Regions from separate parts of the Mus musculus genome. Here region 1 is linked to region 2. The links are chromatin contacts, called in public promoter capture Hi-C maps. All regions are on one chromosome and are shown on one strand. Each heading gives the region's core, a stretch centred on a gene start, on an enhancer-like site or on the middle of the called end of the contact. The rest is flanking DNA. Distances are from core to core; before and after follow the strand shown.

What was found. Promoter capture Hi-C pulls out the DNA fragments that hold promoters and counts their contacts.
Region 1: a promoter capture Hi-C map of the HPC-7 cell line shows a contact between it and region 2, with 6 times the contacts expected there. The contact joins the enhancer-like site here to the promoter of Rhoh in region 2. A contact is called at or near these places in 28 of 39 promoter capture datasets (the 3T3-L1 cell line, 3T3-L1-derived adipocytes, the C10 cell line and 16 more), 3 of 15 datasets of contacts at CTCF or cohesin (embryonic stem cells, large pre-B cells and thymocytes), 53 of 484 Hi-C or Micro-C datasets (the AML12 cell line, B cells, the C10 cell line and 34 more), 26 of 115 datasets of contacts at active chromatin or transcription factors (the 230-238 cell line, CD8 T cells, DN3 thymocytes and 17 more) and 5 of 9 other capture datasets (adipose tissue, embryonic stem cells, liver and 2 more).

The regions. Positions count from the first base shown.
Region 1 is chr5:65,936,922-65,939,621 of GRCm38.p6, forward strand. It overlaps a transcript of Chrna9 not described here. Among named protein-coding and RNA genes, the nearest start is that of 4930480C01Rik, 13 kb to the right of the region's middle. Within about 2 kb of position 1,305, at least 37 of the 459 cell types and tissues checked have an H3K27ac peak or open chromatin away from gene starts, as enhancers often do. A contact at or near this core is called in B cells, CD8 T cells, the G1E-ER4 cell line and 11 more, where this site is marked.
Region 2 is chr5:65,862,273-65,864,972 of GRCm38.p6, forward strand. It overlaps Rhoh (ras homolog family member H), which reads left to right and starts at 1,312. Exons shown (of 3, transcript NM_001081105.2): 1 at 1,312-1,609.

The sequences.
Region 1 (2,700 bases), core at 55-2,554, 75 kb after region 2:
TTCTAGTGCCTACACCAGGTGACTCAGAACCACCTGTAATGTGACTCAAGTTCCAGGTGATCCGATGGCCCTGCCTCTGTGACATGTGCACATGCCTCCATTCCACCCCATATAATTTTTAAAGGACATTTTACACTAGCTTATAGATCCTGTATTAATTGTTATGATACATGGGTTGCTGCGACAAGACGGCTGTTCTCCCACAGATGGGGAAGTTAAGAGTGGAGACAGCTCACCCAAGGTCACACAGCCAGCAAGTGGCAGAGTTTAGGGTTTCTCTTACCCCGGCACCTGTCACCATTATTCTTAGAGATGAGAAGTCACTTGGACACATAGCACGCACTCCAGTTCAGATTGCCAGCTTCCCTCTGGGTTGTTTCCGACAGGTGCATTGTGACCCTCTGGGCATTTCAATGATGGTCCCCCCCGCCCCCGGCTTTTATTTCTGTCCTGGAATTTGCAGCCTTGACTCATGAGGAATGCATTCGGGAGCATTCAGGTTTAGGGAGACAGACATTCTTCTTCAGCGACAGAAGAGGAAGAAAAGGAAGAAGCAGAGAGAGCTCAGCTGAAGGGGAGGAATTGTTCTAGCAGGGGTGGGAGTCAGAGCCACTTCCCTCTGACCTGAAAGGCTGGGGGCTCCCCTCTGCCTCCTGTCTTGGGTCGAAGTAATTCTGCAGGTCAACCAGTTGCAATGCCAGCTTTTGTGAAAAGTCTCCTGAAATCTATCTAACTTGTTTGAATGTCATTTTCCTGTCTAGAAAACGGAGATGGTGATGTTGTCTTCTGCACTGGGCCAAAGAGGATTTAAGAGAGTAATTCACTAGCTGAAGCAATTTGATTTTCTACTGAGAGGTTCTATGCATGTATAAATGGTCACATATCAGTGATATTTACATATCAGTGACATGTAAATGACACATACAAATCATTATCAATTTTAAATTATCGATAACATTATCAATTATCAGTACATATCCGCTATATATATATATATATATAAATGATAATAAAATATCAGTCAAAATTTCAAAGATCTTAGTGATTAGCACAAGAGAACTTTAAGAAAACATTGGACATGTTGTAGCTATGACAAAAAGTAGATTCGAGAGAAGGAATGTCTAAGACCAGCACGTAAAAACAGTAGAACCAGCCTCCTTTTTTCAGGAAGTGACTCCATTTTGACAAAGTCTTGGGCAATATGACGTTGGACACAGAAACCCAGGAGACCTGAGTCTATACTGAGACCTGAAGTCATGTGCCTATGAGGAACCCTGGACGGTCATCTCCTGCTGCCCTCTGCTGGTCATGGGTGATTCCTGCATCTTGAGAGGAGGTTAGAGAGAACCTGTGTGCCACCACCCTTCCTGGCCCTCTCTTGCCTCTTCTTTTCCCATCCACAGTGGTCCCACTGAGGCTTGGCCTACAGCCTTCAAAGTGTCACTTTCTCTGCAGCATACCTAAAGGTCCCCCAGTTCTCCCTAAGTTCTTATAAACTGGCAGAGAATGCTGAGATGCTCAGGAGTAAAGAACCAGCGAGAGAGCTTTCCTGGAGAGCGTTTGTTCTAAAGAGTAAACATTTGTTTTAATGATTTAACAAAGCAAGTAAAGTCTGGCTTAGCAGTGCATGCCTATAACCCCAGCATTTCGGAGACTGAGGCAGAGGGATTGCGCTAAACTCAAGGCTACTTGGCTACATAATGCGTTCTAGGCCAAGCTTTGTCTAAAGTGAGACCATGAGACCATGTCAATAAACAAAAGTCAGAGGAAGTGAAATGCAGGCTAGCCTCAAACTCACAGAGATCCACCCGCCTTTGCCTCCTGAGTGCTGGGATTAAAGGCGTGCGCCACTGTGCCCAATGGCCCTCCTCTTTAAGAAGGAATCAAGCTTTTAGGGATGAAATCTTTTTATTTCTTTCGTGGTAATTCTGGAAGAAAATTTCAAAAAAAGTTTTACTTTTTTTTTGGTATGAGATTGATTTTATTTTACTTGAAAATGAAAAGCTGAAATTACTGGTTTTATAAAAAGTTTAAAAAATGTAGTTTTTGCTCATACAAATATAGGCAGCCAAAGGTAGGGGTGGTAACTCCAGGTACATCACTGGGGTCGTTCTACCTTTCTATGTGGGGGTAGATATGGGCAATATCCGTTGTATATGTAAGTAAATTTTTCAATAATGAATAAAAGATGAAAAACATATTGAATGAAAAAATTAGAGATAAACAATTCACAAATTTCAAATTGACACTGTTCTTAGTAGCATAATAAAATCTCCTGCTGGCCTGCCACCCAGGAGGGGAATTGCTCCTTTGTCCAGTGTATCAATTCTGTATGGTCCCTGCCCACTGGATACATAGTAGCCATCTCTTTGTCAGATCAACCGCCCACATCCCGTGGTACATGCATTTAAGTATCTCTCCCACACTAGCCTAAAGCTATGCTAATTTCATCTTTAGGCTCTGTATCCTCTCACATTGCTGGAAGAAGAGTGAATACAAACTGCAATTCAGTAATCAGGGCTTGGTGGCTCACTCCTCTAATCTCAGTACTTAGGTGGCTGAGGTAGGGGGGCTGTAAAGTGAAACCTTGTCACAGAATGACAAGAACTGTTTGTTCCTAGAAAGAAACTGTATTTTATAACTTTAATTGCAGTGGATTGTCACAACTGTTCTATTTTACTACCATTATTATTGTTAATT
Region 2 (2,700 bases), core at 62-2,561:
CCCTCCCCCTCTCCCCCTCTCCCTCTCCCTCTCCCTCTCTCTGACAGGGTTTCTCTGTGTAGCCCTGACTGTCCTGGAACTCACTCTGTAGACCAGAACTCAGAGATTTGCCTGCCTCTGCCTCCAGAGTGCTGGGATTAGAGACGTGCCATTTAATCCCATTTAAAGTACCTAAGGCCTGGCTAATCCAATCTCATGTCTGCCTTAAGGTCTTTCTGCTGTTTGCCTACTTGGCACTCCGATATTTTGAGCAAGTTACCATCCTGGTCAGTAGCATTTATAGTGATTCAAGACTTAGGGTGGCGGGGCATGGGAAGGGGAGGGGGAGGGGAGGGGGGAGGGTGTTAATACTTCAGGAGAGTCAAATGGCTGGTTTAGGCAGTTTGACCATGGGGTTACATTGTGGCAGATGGTCTCTACACCTGGCTGGCACAGCGAGGAGGGACAAGTACAGTTGTGTTTTTAGTCAAATAATGAAACTCAGAGGGGTCAGAAAACAGCACAGGGTCTAGTACCTCCCGGCCCAGGTGCTGCTCTGTGGCGGTTACTTGACTTTTGCTATGCCCTTCATTTTTAAATTGTTACTAATACTGGCAGCACAACTCATTATTAATAAGGCAGAGTGATCCAGAGAACCCACCGACTGTCTCCTGCTGGGCTGGTGGTGAACTCCGTGTACAGCTGAGTTTTTTTTTTTTTTTTTACAGAGACTCTCTGTGAAGCTCTGGATGTTCTAGAATTCTCTATGTAGACCAGGCTGGCCTTGAACTCAAAGAACTCCACCTGCTTTTTGCCTCTTGAGCGCTGGAATTAAAGGCAGGTGCCATCATACCTGGGAAACCTGGAACTTCTGATCCTTCTGAACATTGGGATAACAGGTGTGTGCCAGGAACTATGGCTTTTATTCAGTACGGGGCACAAACACAGGGCCAGGCAAGTACGCTACCCATAGGCTCCATTCTCAGCCCGGAAGTTAAGTTCTTAGTTAAGTGCTTTTACTTAAGCTTAAGTTAACCGAGACCAGCCAGGACAGTGAAACCGATTTTCCTCTCTTGTTTCATTTCCTGAAAGAATCATCCCAGTTTCACCCCCTTTCCTTCCCTCAACAGGAGGGAATGGAGAGAGAGAAACGATCCAGAAAGGATAAAACGGTAATCAAACAGAAATCCAGCCGTGCAGCAAAAGCCCTATTTGGCCTCTTGCTTGGGTAGGTTTCACAGGCTCATGGAGGGAAACAAACGCACATGCGCACAGGCCCCTAAACCCACACAGGCGAAACCCCTTTGTGGAGAAGCCAGCCACAGGAAACTCACTTCGGCACAGGAACTTGCTAATCGCTTTTGTCACTTTCGGAGTGTTCCTCTGCCTCGGTCACCTCCGACACTGAGGCCCACCACCTTGGGCTGGACTCTGCCAGTCCGGTGTTGCAGCTTTTCCAACAGTGACTCATTGGGAGCCTTGGGGAAGAGAGAGAGAGAGAGAGGTAGACCTCAGGAGGGACTCTCAGCAGTAATAGATTTGAGCTACGTTAGCTTTTACATGGCGTGGAGAGCTACTTAGACTTCCGGAGTCAGTCATTTTGGTGATGAGACTTGGCATTCTACCCCAGGTAAGACTTTTGCCTCTTTAAAAATGTTTTTTCGGTGTCTCAGGAATCTCTGTGATTTTGTTAAGATTTTTTTCTTCTTCTTTAGGCTGAACATTGTAATGACCTTTTTTAATTTGTTGCAAAGTGTAGACTAAACTCAGAGATGGGGGTGTGTTCGGCCGTCTACCCCAACTCTAGAGTCTTAACAAGACACACTTTGGTTTTCTTTCTATTTTGCTTTGTTTTTGTTTTGAGATGAGGTCTTGGATAGCCTGGGCTGGCTGATGTGAAGTCAAAGATGGCCTTGAATTCCTGACCCTTCTGCTTCCACCTCCCAGGTGCAGGAGTTACAGGCATGTGCCACTGAGTCTTAGTTTCTAAGGTATTCCCATATGTTCTTGGGGCTGTGTCAGAGCTTGCTTGTGTGGGGACTTTAGACTTCATGCAGCAGTGTTTGATGAAGGAAATCTAAGGGCCCTCCAGCATCCACAGAGAGCAGCTTTAAAGTTATCTAGCTATGTAGAAAAAAAAAATCGAAATAAAAACCATATCCCAGAATTCCTATCTAGCTATTCTCAATCCCAATGGCCCCTTTCTGTACATTTCTAGATTAAATTTAGTTTCTCAGCAGGTTTCATGCTGTGCACTGCCAATAGATTGGCTGGGCTGTAACATCCACAGCAACAAAAGCTTGGGGGAAAATCACCGGTTTTAGGTGCTTCACTAAATTAAAGTTGTGACAGATGGGTTCAAGCGACCGGATCTAAGATGGTGCTGTGCATGAGAGAAGAGAAATATAAGGAAACCCGTCCTTCGGTGGACCTTCAAGTCTAGTAGTTACAGCGAAAGATACAGGTTAGGAAACAGTTGAAGAAGAAGCTGGGTCACAGAAGCTTTAACAGCTGTAGGGTTTCGAGAAGGGTTCTGGGAGTGAGCTGGAGTGCTCAGAAGGAAGGATGCTTATAAAGGATGGGGGCTTAGCAGGAAGCCTTAGGAAGGATGGGGGCTTAGCAGATGGAGAAGGGGAAGGTTGTTGTAGACTTGGAGGGCCATGTGGACTTTCCATAAAGAGGAGACTGACTGGCCTAGAGACTGGCCCAGTGGTTTACCCT